Regions from separate parts of the Triticum aestivum genome. Here region 2 is linked to region 1. The links are chromatin contacts, called in public Hi-C maps. All regions are on one chromosome and are shown on one strand. Each heading gives the region's core, a stretch centred on a gene start, on an enhancer-like site or on the middle of the called end of the contact. The rest is flanking DNA. Distances are from core to core; before and after follow the strand shown.

Region 1 (3,359 bases), core at 277-2,776:
TAGCATAAATGTTAATATTTGGTACGACACACATTAAACATGTTGATGCACTCACCATTGGAGCACTATAGGTAGTTGGATTGACATGGCTTGATGGCCAAGATTAATTGGATATGCGCCACTTGTTTTGTTTATACTGGTATGTAATTAGCACAAATGTTAATGTTTGATACGATATTACTTACAAGCTAAACATGTTGATGCGCTCACCATTGGATCAATCTAGATCGTTGGATTGACATGGTTCAATTGCCAAGATTAATTGGATCACCCCTTTGTTTTTCATATTGGTATATATAGATATATGAGATAGATATAAATATACATAAAAATCCAGCCCATTACGGCGATATGACCATCCGCTGAACCATTTTTCTCATCTCCAATGGCTAGTAATTATCGTACCCAAATGTTAAAAAAATTCAAAATAAAATGTTTAAACCAAAATAAGGTAATGTTTGTTCCGGAATATGGGAGTATTTTCGGTGTGAAAATGAACTTTACTGTAGAAAACCTGTTAAAACTGAAATGATGCAGTACTCCCCAATGCCATGTCTGAAAACGGCAGCATTTCGTTGTGAAAACAATTTTTTTTTGGCGGGCTGGTGTGAAAACGGATTTATAAGTGTAACAATAATAACCTGTTACATTGAGAACGGAAAACGCTGGTCCTTGATCCCTTAAACACAAGCGTCCCTTTGGGCCAAAGGATGCTTTGTGCGACCTTTTGCGCCGGGACTTGATTGCCACCACAACGTGGAGCAAACAGGCAGCAAGGCACGATCCATAAATTTTGCCAACCGGCCGTGCCGCTTTCACACCAAATCAGGGCATGCATCTTCACATTGTTCATTCCAACGCATGTACCCCCCACCCAATGCTAAGCGCCATAGCCCAAGCGAAGACAAGTCCATGCAAAATGGAGTGTTCTATTACTAGCTCAGGGCCAGCACCTGATCTCCCATGAGTTGGTAAATAATCTTTTGAGAAAAGAGCCGCTAGGAGCAGCAGAACGGACCAAGAAAAAGGGGCGATGGTTGTAGGACTCCATCCGCAGGAAAGGCACGGCTCACTTCCCAACACCCAAACCCTACCACCGCATCCAACACGCACAAAGTAGTCTTCTCTAATCCCTAATTGCGCAAAGGATCAAACCGCACCATCAAGCTTAATCGCCCCGCCCCCAACACTAACAGCAACATCTAATCCACGCACCAAAGATTTACTTACTGGAGCTGGGCACAGGGCCAGAAAGGAAGAAGACAAGCATACCATCAAGACCCACTAATTATATTGTCTTCCCCATCACCAACTCTGGTATGCCCCTCTCCCCCTGCATCACTCTCCATGAGACCATGAGAACCATTCCATTACCACCACAATTCTTTTTTTTCTTTTACACAAAAAGTATTATAAAATGTAGTACTAGATCGCAAAAAAAAAGTATTCCCCAGCCTTGTCTTGGCCTGAGCTGTGTGGGCACCCAGCAGGTCACTACATAAAGTTGCAGTGCACCGGAGAGAGTCCTCATTGCTCATCGCCTTCTCTCTCCCCCACTCACTCTTTCCCTCTCTCTCTCCGTATTGTTCGCTGCTTTTCAGAGAAGCGAGGAATATCTGCGGCGGAGGGGGAAGAAGCGCCGCCCCAGTTTCAAAAAGAACCGCCACCTCCCCTGCACCGGCCTACGATCCTCTCTCCTCTCGTATTAATTTCGGTTGCCCCCATCCATCCATCCATCCGTCCACCCGTCCTCCATTTTCTTGGTCGCCGTACAGAGCTCAATCCACCCCAGTACTCCTGCCTACCAGCCGCTGCTGCTAGTAGGAGCGTTTGCTGTCCGGTGATTCCAGTTGGAGTAGTCTGTAGCCTCTTCTCTTCTCTTCAATGCGAGGAGAAGGCATCGGCGGTGGGAGGAGGAGTAGTCGTCCTTGCTGAAGTTTCGTCAAGCTCGGTCCCTGTCCCTGTCCGGGCAAGCGAACTTCTTGGCAGCGGCAACGAAGCAGAGGAGGGATATAATGGCCTCCACGGAAGGTATCCTTCTTCTTCTTCAACCTTGGCGCTGAGGGCGCAATATTTTTCTGCTTCTCTTTTCCCCCCTCTGCTTTCCTGCTTCCGTCCGTCCGGCGATGCCGGCGGGGCCATGACGAAACTCTGGGAGTTTTTCCTGCTTGAACCTGCAGGCGGCTGCGGCGGCGGCGGAGGAGGAGGAGCAGAGAGGGCGGAGGATCCTCTCCCTGGCTCCGCCGAGGAAGGTGAGCGCCGTGGCTACTGATTGATTGCTTTCCTCATTTGTACTGCTCCTGCTGCCCCGGTGTGAGTAATTGGATGGATTCTCTGTTTCCTCCTCTGATTCTCCTGCCTCGTCAAGCAGATTGCAGGATCCCTCCTTTTTTTAGTAACCACTAAATTCGAGCTTGTAGTATTTCTTTGTCTTGTCTCATTTCAACCAATCCTCAAGGACTTAATTCGTGTTAGTACCACACGTGTTCCAGACTTCCAGTCCAAGAACTGACAAAGAGTTTAGTCTTTTTGATTTGAACAGAGGCAGTCGATGATTCTCGTGCTTCAGTAAGCAGATGCAGAATCTCTTTTTTAGTAATCAAATTTAAGCTATATATTTTTGGTCTCATTCCAATCCTCAAGAGTTCAATTTGTGTCAACACACGTGTTCCCAAGACTGACGGAGAGTTTAGTCTTTTATGGAGAGATTATTGATGTCAGTTTTAGGATCCTGGCCCTGTTTCTAACAGTTTTATATATTAGGCTGAGCTATCTGTTGTATATCTCCAAATAAAAGACTGATGGCATGTCAAATTCTCCCAAATTTAATTTGCCTCATTTCAAACCCAAGAATTGAATTTGTGCCACAGCACGTGTTCCAAGGACTGACCAAGAGCCTAGTCTTTTTGAGAAGAGATTATTAATGTCAATTTTCGGATCCTGGCCCTGTTTCTGACTGTTTTAAATTTTAGGTTGAGCTGTCTCCTGTATCTCTGCAAATAAAAGACTGCTAGCACGTCAAATTCCCCCAAATTTCCCATCCCCTACCAAAATCCCTGAAGTTGACATCTATATTTGTATATTTGTTTATCAGCACCCACCTGATCCTTTTGCAACTAGGCCAATCCTAGATGCCCCTGCATGGGTGAATTCCATTCCATTCCGTTCCGTTCCAGCCTTGGACGGGGTAGGCGCAAGGAAAGCATCAGTTTTGGAGGGGGTGGTGGTGCAGATGTCAATTTGTTAGGGGGCGGGGATCCCTGCATGGGGTTGGCAAATCAACATGACAGCATGTGCTTTTCATCGCCGAACCAGAGGAGCACAAACGTCCCCCTATCATGAATCATGATGGAATCGAA
Region 2 (3,359 bases), core at 319-2,818, 120 kb before region 1:
CCTTTGTGAGTGTTGAAGGGACATTGGGCAAGACCCCAAGACCGGTGCCGAACAAAAGGCATCAAACTTTTGGACTCGTGTCCATCGTGAGTTTCATGAGTGCAAGAAGTTTCTGCCGTACCAAATGCAAAGCATGCCCGGGTGGGTGTCCATTTCGAAGCATTGGAAGGTGATCCAACAAGAGTGCAGCAAGGTTTGTGCCACTCTTGAGAGCATCAAGGCACGTCCCGTGAGCGGCATCGGCATGCAAGACATGGTATGCTAGCAAGCACCCCTCTTTGTGTCATTTCGTTTATGCTTGCATGTCCATTTTCATATCTATTTGTCAATATGCTTGCATGCAATTCATTTGTAGGCATTCCAAGCTTTGGAGGGATTGAAGGTCCAACACGATGGCAAGTCCTTCAACCTCTCGCATTGTTGGAGAGTCATCAAAGATGAGTAGAAGTTCAAGGCGCAATATACCGCCCTCATGTCGCGTGGGGGGAAGAAGGTCATGGAGGAGGTTGGGGACAGCGAGAAGCCACGGCCGCGGGGGAAGACCAACTCCAAGAAGGAGGACAAGCGGGATGCGGCATCGAATGCCTTGATCGCAACCGTGGAGGACATGATGACCAAGAAGGATTCAAGGGAGAAGAAGCGCCGGCAAGACAAGGAAGAACAAATGAACGCCTTCATGAAGATCCAAAGGAGGAGGCTTGAAATGGAGGCGGAGAAACAAACGAGGATGCTTGAGATGGAGGCGGAGAAGCAAGCCAAGATGCTAGAGATCAAGGCCGTCAATGCCAAGACGAAGGCGAAAGAAGTGGCTCTCGCTAGCATGATGACGGGGGTGGAGACAATGAAGGTGGATCTCAACACAGTGTCGCCAAGAAGAGGCCGTAGTTCGAGAAGATGCAGACCGACATGCTCAAGTTCGACGACGAGTGACCTATGGCGGCGAGCGCCATCCTTTTTTTATGTCGGCAAGTGTGATGGCATGACCACGACAGAGATGGCGTGGTCGAACTCCCGCCCCATTTTGGGTGCTGGCATGTTTGCCGGCCGCTGGCAAGTGTGCCAGCTGAACTGTGTGGTGTTTTTCTGAAGCTGACATTGTATGCCGGCGCTGGCATGGAGTCGGCATGAACTTCGGGCGATGACATGGCCGCTGACATGAACTATGGCCGCGGGCCTTTTTCAAAATTTACGCGCGGACATGAAATGGGTCGCGGCCGTTGGGCGCACTGCCAACCCAAATCTTAAAGACGACGGACGCCGAGCAGGCAGCCGACTCAGACGAATAAAAAACGAACAAAAGCACGGTCCGTTCGGGTCAGCGCGTTGGAGTTTGCTCTTATTGTGGACTCGTCACGCAACGGCGCCTCAAATGAGATGATTGTGCACGCGCACGGCGGACGGCACTATCGCGAGGCATGTCTCGGCGCCACCTTCAGCACGACCGGTTCACGTGGCACGCGCAGTGGCGGCCGGGCGGGTCGGTGCGTCAGACGAGATAGACGGGGCAGGGGCACTATCGCGACGGCGCTACCCACGACCGGCTCACGTGGCCGGAGAAAAAGTCGGCCTCGTGCGTCCCCCTTGTTGCCGCCGCCGTCCTCGCCACATGCGCGCGCGTGCTGTTTTTTGGCCGCGAGCCTGACCTGACCACCAAAGTCGACGACGGAAAACCACGGCACGGAGCATGTTGGTTGTTTGACCTGGATAGCAGGGAGAACCCCGTCAACCATGCAAAATTAAAACGGTTTGTCTAATTCACATCTAGATATTTTTTAAGAAGGTCATCTAAGGTCCAACAATATATAATGCCACAACAAAAAACAAAAAAAAAACTAGGGAAAAAAATAGACCATAAATAGAGTGAACATCAGGTTAGATGTGACGTAACTATGTCGCATCTAGATGTGTCCTAGACAGACCCTAATTAAAAAGGTAGAAGCCCGTCGGTCACTCCTATGATTGCGGACGGAAAAAACAGCGCTCGGTCCCGGTCAAAACCGATGCTGCACCGGTCAGCAAGGCAAAAATAGTGGTTATTATGCAGGTTAAACTAAAAAGCAGTGGTTATTATGCAGGGAACCCGGAAGAGTAGCACTAACTACTGCTTGATGAATGATGAGGTAGACCGTGCAGCGCCGATGCCACTTGTTGTCAGCATATGCAAACATGCATGCACAGAGGAGTCGCTCACCTGCTCGATCTCTCTCACTCCCTCTACTGCTTCAGGCCACTGGTTGCACTCGCACTGCACGCTCGCCAAACGCCAGACGTTTAGCTTTGCTTTTGCTAGCGGCACTCTATTAAGCTGATGGCCCCGGATAATGCTTTGTCGGCGTTTGACCACACGGCCGTCCGGCGGGCCGTGCGACGCTAACAACCACTTCATCAAGTCCGATCGTGGGTAGGGTAGGTGGATCGTTGCTTTACGTCTTGCCGTGGGGTGATGGTCCTTTGTGTCGTTTGACGAGCCTGACCCGATTTTCTCCCCTCGACCGTACGAAGCAATTCTTCGGAACGGGGCAGGATTTGGTGTAGTGTTGCATTTAGAATTTAAAATGCGATTTACTCGCCGTTTTGTCTGTCGTGCGGAAGCAGCTTATAGTTGATATCCGTGTCACCGACAGTAGCGTGCGGTACGTAGTTTGTTGGTTCGGTTTCTGAATAGACAACATTCTGCTTACAACTGTACTTTCTTACTGACAAAAACGCTTTTATATTATGGACGAAGGGAGCATCAAGCAGTCTTGCTGTAGAAGCTCAACAACAAGCGTGTTGCGTGCCGTGCGTACGTGCGTAGCGAATTTTCGGCCCAAGAAAATACGTACTTCCACGCTGCTGGTGGAGGGAACATTCTTCTCGTAGTGGAATTTTGGAAGTGATATGGATATTGATGAGTCCGGGCTCATGGCGAGTGGTTCGCACGCAGGAAACCGAATAAACGGGCAACGAGGGTTCGGTTCACCCACTCTCCTGGTATTATATTCTTTGCCCGAGCCCATGCACGCTCACACTCCTGCTCCTGCTCACGTTATCGACGAGTAGATAAAGTGGGTGTTCATCAGGTCGGGTCAAAATGTCAAATAAAGTATGGACGCCCCATACGTAATCTATAGTAGAGACATCTGCATACGTACATCAATCTAGTTTCCAAAGGATGTGTCATGGTCTCATGAAGTGAGGCATCATGTCTGGTTCACGCATCGTTCGCAGGAGCAGCCTCAACCACTCCGTGTTAAGGCATCTCCTACGCGGGCTCATCAAAGTCTAATGGCATCTTTTCACCCGCAAAAAGAAAAAACAGTCTAATGGCAGGCTTCAAAGGAAAATCTGGGCGCGTCATCCCAAAGGAGGGAACTGCA

Evidence for each region. Hi-C and Micro-C count contacts between places; a contact is called where the count stands out from the background.
Region 2: a Hi-C map of root shows a contact between it and region 1, with 5 times the contacts expected there. The contact joins the enhancer-like site here to the promoter of LOC123171569 in region 1. A contact is called at or near these places in 3 of 5 Hi-C or Micro-C datasets (leaf and root).

The regions. Positions count from the first base shown.
Region 1 is chr7D:587,551,147-587,554,505 of IWGSC CS RefSeq v2.1, reverse strand. LOC123171569 (receptor-like cytosolic serine/threonine-protein kinase RBK1) reads left to right here and starts at 1,526. Exons shown (of 8, transcript XM_044589021.1): 1 at 1,526-2,031. The coding sequence starts at 2,016.
Region 2 is chr7D:587,668,765-587,672,123 of IWGSC CS RefSeq v2.1, reverse strand. No RefSeq gene overlaps it. Among protein-coding and RNA genes, the nearest start is that of LOC123167432, 110 kb to the left of the region's middle. Within about 2 kb of position 1,568, at least 6 of the 8 cell types and tissues checked have an H3K27ac peak or open chromatin away from gene starts, as enhancers often do. A contact at or near this core is called in leaf and root, where this site is marked.